Regions from separate parts of the Mus musculus genome. Here region 1 is linked to region 2. The links are chromatin contacts, called in public HiChIP or PLAC-seq maps. All regions are on one chromosome and are shown on one strand. The core of a region is the stretch at or near the end of the contact, and the rest is flanking DNA. Distances in the headings are between cores, read along the strand shown. Region 1 has its middle 45 kb from the start of Gm34700. Region 2 holds the start of D5Ertd605e (DNA segment, Chr 5, ERATO Doi 605, expressed).

Region 1 (2,700 bases), core at 98-2,597, 760 kb after region 2:
ATATTTGATCAATATTCTATCACAGCAACAGAAAAACAAACCAGGGTAAACCCAGTGTCTTGGGGGCCGTTGTCACTCGAAAGGGCGGATATGGTGCTTTTTGTCCAGGTATGCTTTGCAGGATTGCTTTTTTTCTGTTACTCACTGTAGCAGTAATAGTTAATCTGCTCTAACTCCCTGCTGGGGGCTGCGTGTGTGCTTCTCGGTACCACCTCAATATTGTAGATTCTTGAATGAAACACACACACGCACACACACACACACACACACACACACACACACACACAGCCTTATTTTTAATATGCCTGTCTTAGTTAGGGTTTTACTGCTGTGACAAGGCAACTCTTATAATGACAACATTTAATTGGGGCTGGCTTACAGGTTCGGAGGTTCAGTCCATTATCATCAAGGCAGGAACATGGCAGCATCCAGGCAGGTATGGTGCAGGAGGAGCTGAGAGTTCAACATCTTCATCTGAAGGCTGCTAGCTGAATACTGACTTCCAGGCAAATAGGGTGAGGGTCTTAAAGCCCACACCCACAGTGACACATCTACTCTAGCAAAGTCACACTTCCTTACTCCCTGGGACACGTGTATACAAACCGCCACAATGCCCTAAAAAGCTCAATGCTGCTGGGCCCCTCCCAAACTTCCACATTGCTGATGCCTTCCCTCTGAAACTCCTGAGTTACTACTTACTAAAGAACTATATCCCATCTTTGCTACCCCAAACGGGAGAGGGTCCCCTGGGTCTGCTCTTCCCTGGCTCTTCCATGACTGTGTGCTTTCTCTCCTGCAGCTCCCAAGCCTGATCCTCCTGCTTCCCTGTGGCGCTTGTAAATATCCCCTCTTCTTCCCTGGGTTCCCTTGCCTGGAAAATCTAAAGTCCCGCCTCTGTCTCCCTGCCCAGCCATTGGCCACCGGCAACTTTATCTACCAACTAGAGCCAACTAGGGCCAGGGATCCATGGCATCTTACATGCAGACGTGTGAATTCCCGTGTAATTTGGGAACCCAGTTAACATAATATAAGCAATACACAGAATCCACAACAACCCATCCTCCTGTGGATGTGTTTCCAGTACTACAGAGGCTCTGCTGGGACCCTTGCTCCTCAACCTGGTGTAGATTTCCAGGAATCTCATGGCTCAGCCTCCTCTCTCCCCTCTCTACTGTTTGCTGGGCTGCTAGCAATACCGTTCCGTGTACTACGGTTTCTCCCTCCTTCTCAAGCACTGTGATAGCTGGCACACAGGGTTCTTAAGCAGTAGCGTGCTATTTCAGTGTCTCAGGCCAGTGGGGAAGAAGAGACTAAACAGAGATCTGGAAGAGGAAGCTGCTTGCTTCCCCCACACCCCCCACTTCCTTCCTGCCCTGTTTCTGAAGCTGAAAACCACAGGGGCCATTTGTGCAGCTCTGAATCATGTCTTCCTGGGAAGCCTGGCAAGGTGGTAGGTTGAAAGTGGTTCTTGGAGACCCAAGATCGGGTGGGAGAGAAGGAGGTTGGGTTGGCGCATCCCCAGATTTGGGTTCTGTGACCCATTTCCTCTTGTCTAGAACCTTCTCCGCAGCTATAAAGGCCATTCCCTGCTGTGCACCTTGTGCTGAGGCAGCTGGAGGTTCACGGTGCTGTCTGAAGTGCTGTACACGGGCCCCTGGACTCTGGGTTAATGAAAGCCAGTGTCAACCTTATCCATTGGTGCTGTGGTTTGAATATGAGATGCCCCTAGAGGCTCATCTGTTTGGATACTTGGTCCCCAGTTGGTAGCACTGGTCTCCCAATAGCACTATTATCTGGTGTGGTGGGAGTTTTAGAAGGTGGAGTCTCACTTCAGAAAGTGGGTCCCTGGGTGTATCCCTTGAGGATTTATCCCTCTGCCTTCTGAACTTTGGGGATGTGAGGAGCTGTCCTGCTACCACAGAGCTGCGTGCTGCTGTGCCTTCTCTGCCTGGTGGATAGCATCCCCTCCAACAATGAACCCCTGAGTTGTCTTTTGCCAGACATTTGGTCACAGCAAAGGGAAAATATCGAATATAATTAGTGTATGAGTGAATCCCAGGCTGGAGAGAGACTTGGGTGCTGAGAAGAGTAAACTGAAGAACCGTCTTTAGAAGTGGGGTCTAGTGGGCTGGAGAGATGGCTCAGCGGTTAAGAGCACTGACTGCTCTTCCAGAGGTCCTGAGTTCAATTCCCAGCAACCACATGGTGGCTCACAACCATCTGTAGTGGAATCTGATGCCCTCCCTTCTGGTGTGTCTGAAAACAGCTACAGTGTACTCATATACATAACATAAATAATTAAAAAAAAGGGAAGTGAGGTCTAGAGTTTAGATGACTGCTCCTAAGAAATTATGTCAGGGCTCTATCTGAGTGGTCACAGTGGTCCCTGAGGGCATATGTATATGTATATGTATGTGTATGTGTATGTGTATGTGTATGTGTATGTGTATGTGTATGTGTATGTGTATGTGTATATGTGTATATGTATATCTCTCCATTCTGGTCCTGTGGACTCTTGAAGTCTTTATATACTTATTGGGTCACATTGTGGCATCTTAGCCACAAGGGGAAACCTCTCAAATGTAAAACGTTGACTATGTCTGTGGCTGGTGGATATGTTTCCTGCCATTTAATAAACTTAGCCTACTAAGCAAAATAGTCCCCGGTAGTGCATGAGACCATGCCCATATCTGCTGACCA
Region 2 (2,700 bases), core at 85-2,584:
CAATGAAAGATGAGTGTACCCCAGGAATGTAAGCATGACTTGACAGTTGAAAATCAGTACCAACCATCACATTAACAGCATAAGAGAAGGCTCCAATGGTTTCAGAAAAAAGCAATCCATGACGTTTAATGCCCGTGTTTATTTGTTGTTTGTTTGTTTGTTCTAAGTAATAAGCTAGAGGCTAGAGATATGGCTCAGCAGTTTCAACTGTGGCTGCTCTCGCCGGGAACCTGCATTAAAGTTCTCTGCACCCATGTCAGGCAGCTCACAACTGCCTAAAACCAGCTCCAGGGGATCTGACAGGCTCTTCCAGCTTCCAGGGACACCTACACACACGTGGTATATTCAAAAATCAGTAAACTATAAGTTGAATCCTATTTAGCACAAGTTGTATCAGTCATTTCCAAGACACGGTGTATGTGTTGCTGAAATGTTGAAAACCTTTCATCTGAGCCAGGCGTGGAGGCGCACGCCTTTAATCCCAGCACTTGGGAGGCAGAGGCAGGCGGATTTCTGAGTTTGAGGCCAGCCTGGTCTACAGAATGAGTTCCAGGACAGCCAGGGCTACACAAACCCTGTCTCGAAAAACAAAAAACAAAAAACAAAACAAAAAAAATTGATAAAAAGATTCATTTATTCACTTATTCCTGTATGTATATAGGAGGAACTTTTTTATTTTGTTCCATTTATAAATTCTTCCTTTTATTTCCTGAGCTATTGGAGTTCTGTTTATGAAATTGCTGCTTGGACCTACAGCTTAGTGAGTTTCCCATTTTGTTCTAATACTTTCAAAATTTAAGATTTTTTTTAAATGCCACTGTTATGCGATTTAATAGAATTATGGAATTGTAATAAGCACAGCTGACACTAAGAGTTTAAGACAAATAAAACCATGAACTGTATGCCCTGGGCATCTGCTGTCCCTGTGTTTAACAGCAGTCGGTGTGATGAGTCGGTTAGAACTTCTAATGCAGTAATCTAGCATGTCAATCCTGACGAAATGGGAAATGAGCAAGCTGCCTAGTGAGACAAGACGTATCACAGAGCTCTAGGGTTGACTGAGCAGTCCTGCCTCAGCGAATAGGGTAAGGAGAAACAGCAAAATTCTCAACATCAACCTCAGGTCTTCACATGCACATGCATGCATGCATGCAACACTGTTTTAAAGGGTATTTAATTTGCTATTTTCTCATTGCTGTGCCTAAATACCTGACCAGAAGTGATTTACAGTAGCAAGGGTTCTATGACTTACAGTTTAAGAGGGGCCATGCCATGGCAGGGAAAGGAGCCCGCAGGAAGGATCGTGAGGGATCGTGAGGCAGCTAGTTACATTCATCAGCAGTCAGGAAGCCGAGAACAGGAAATGGGGCTGGGCTATAAGACCTCAAAGTTGGCTCCTTGGGAGCCACTTTGTCCAGCAAGGCTGCACCTCCTCCAAGAGTCATAACAGCGCCACCAGCTGGAGGCAGAGTGGAAACACATGAGCCTAACTCATTTTGTGTGTGTGTGTGTGTGTGTGTGTGTGTGTGTGTGTGTGTGTGTGTGTGTAGGGAGTTGCTGAGGTGGGAGCATTTGATATACAAACCACAGGAACTCATTGTGTGTGTGTGTGTGTGTGTGTGTGTGTGTGTGTGTGTGTGTGTGTGTGTAGGGAGTTGCTGAGGTGGGAGCATTTGATATACAAACCACAGGAAGCATTTCATCCATTTTGAGTTGACTTAGGAGAGAGACAGACAGATTATCTAGATCCCTTGTCCAAGTGAACACCCTATTTCCCCAACCCCATTTGTTGAAGTTTTATACAACATCTGTTTTGGGCATGGACACTTTTAACAAGAATCAGAGAGCTGGGCCTGTTGGTATATGTCTTCTCTTAGGGATGTTCTGTTCCATTCATACATATGTTTGCTTTCTGCATAAACCAGGCGAGTTTTGTTAGTGTGGTTCTGTAGTGTGTATGAAGTCAGGTATTTCTTCTTTCTGTTATTTTGACAATTTGGAGTCCATAAAAATTTTAGGATTTTTTTCCCTATAAGTATAGCCATTCCATCTGATCCATGAACAAAGTAGGTGTTTCCATCTTCTAATGTCATCTTTAATTTTGCTCTTTAATTCTTCAATGCTAAGTTTCACCTCTTTGGTTAAGTTGCTGTTGTTATTCTTGTTGTTATCTGAGACAGGTTTCCCCTCTGTTGCCCTGGCTGGCCAGGAACTCTGTTTGTAGATCAGGCTGGCCTCAAACTCACAGAGATCCACCTGCCTCTGCATCCCCAGTGCTGGGATTGAAGGTGTGAGGGAGGTACTACCAAAGGCTTTTTGTTGAGTTGACTCCTAAGTGTTTTCTTTTGGTTTCATTAGGGATGGAACCCAGGGCTTTGTACACAGTGGACAACTGCTTTACCACTGAGCTACCCCTGCATGTCTGGCTTTTTCCTGGTATTGTGAATGGGGTTGTTTTCTTGATCTAGTTCTCCATAAACTCATTACTGGTGTGTGAAAGATGTTGATTTCTGAATACTGCTGCTTCACCAGAGTTATCAACTCTACAGTCCTCTGGTGGAGTCCTTAGGGTCTGCTAAGTATAGAGTCATGCCTTCTGCAACAGGGGTGACTTGTCCTCCCTTTCCTGTCCGTATCCTTATTGTGTTCTCATGCCGAATTTGCTTTGCCTAAAATTTGAAATACCTGACCAAGCCAGCC

Evidence for each region. HiChIP or PLAC-seq counts read pairs in DNA pulled down with a chosen protein or histone mark.
Region 1: a contact with region 2 is called in an H3K4me3 HiChIP or PLAC-seq map of the 230-238 cell line, with 9 read pairs. The contact joins the enhancer-like site here to the promoter of D5Ertd605e in region 2. A contact is called at or near these places in 2 of 39 promoter capture datasets (both in liver), 2 of 115 datasets of contacts at active chromatin or transcription factors (the 230-238 cell line and large pre-B cells) and 1 of 9 other capture datasets (liver).

The regions. Positions count from the first base shown.
Region 1 is chr5:146,654,273-146,656,972 of GRCm38.p6, reverse strand. No RefSeq gene overlaps it. Among named protein-coding and RNA genes, the nearest start is that of Gm34700, 45 kb to the left of the region's middle. Within about 2 kb of position 1,347, at least 80 of the 459 cell types and tissues checked have an H3K27ac peak or open chromatin away from gene starts, as enhancers often do. A contact at or near this core is called in the 230-238 cell line, where this site is marked.
Region 2 is chr5:147,417,254-147,419,953 of GRCm38.p6, reverse strand. D5Ertd605e (DNA segment, Chr 5, ERATO Doi 605, expressed) reads right to left here and starts at 1,334. Exons shown (of 3, transcript NR_033625.2): 1 at 1,253-1,334.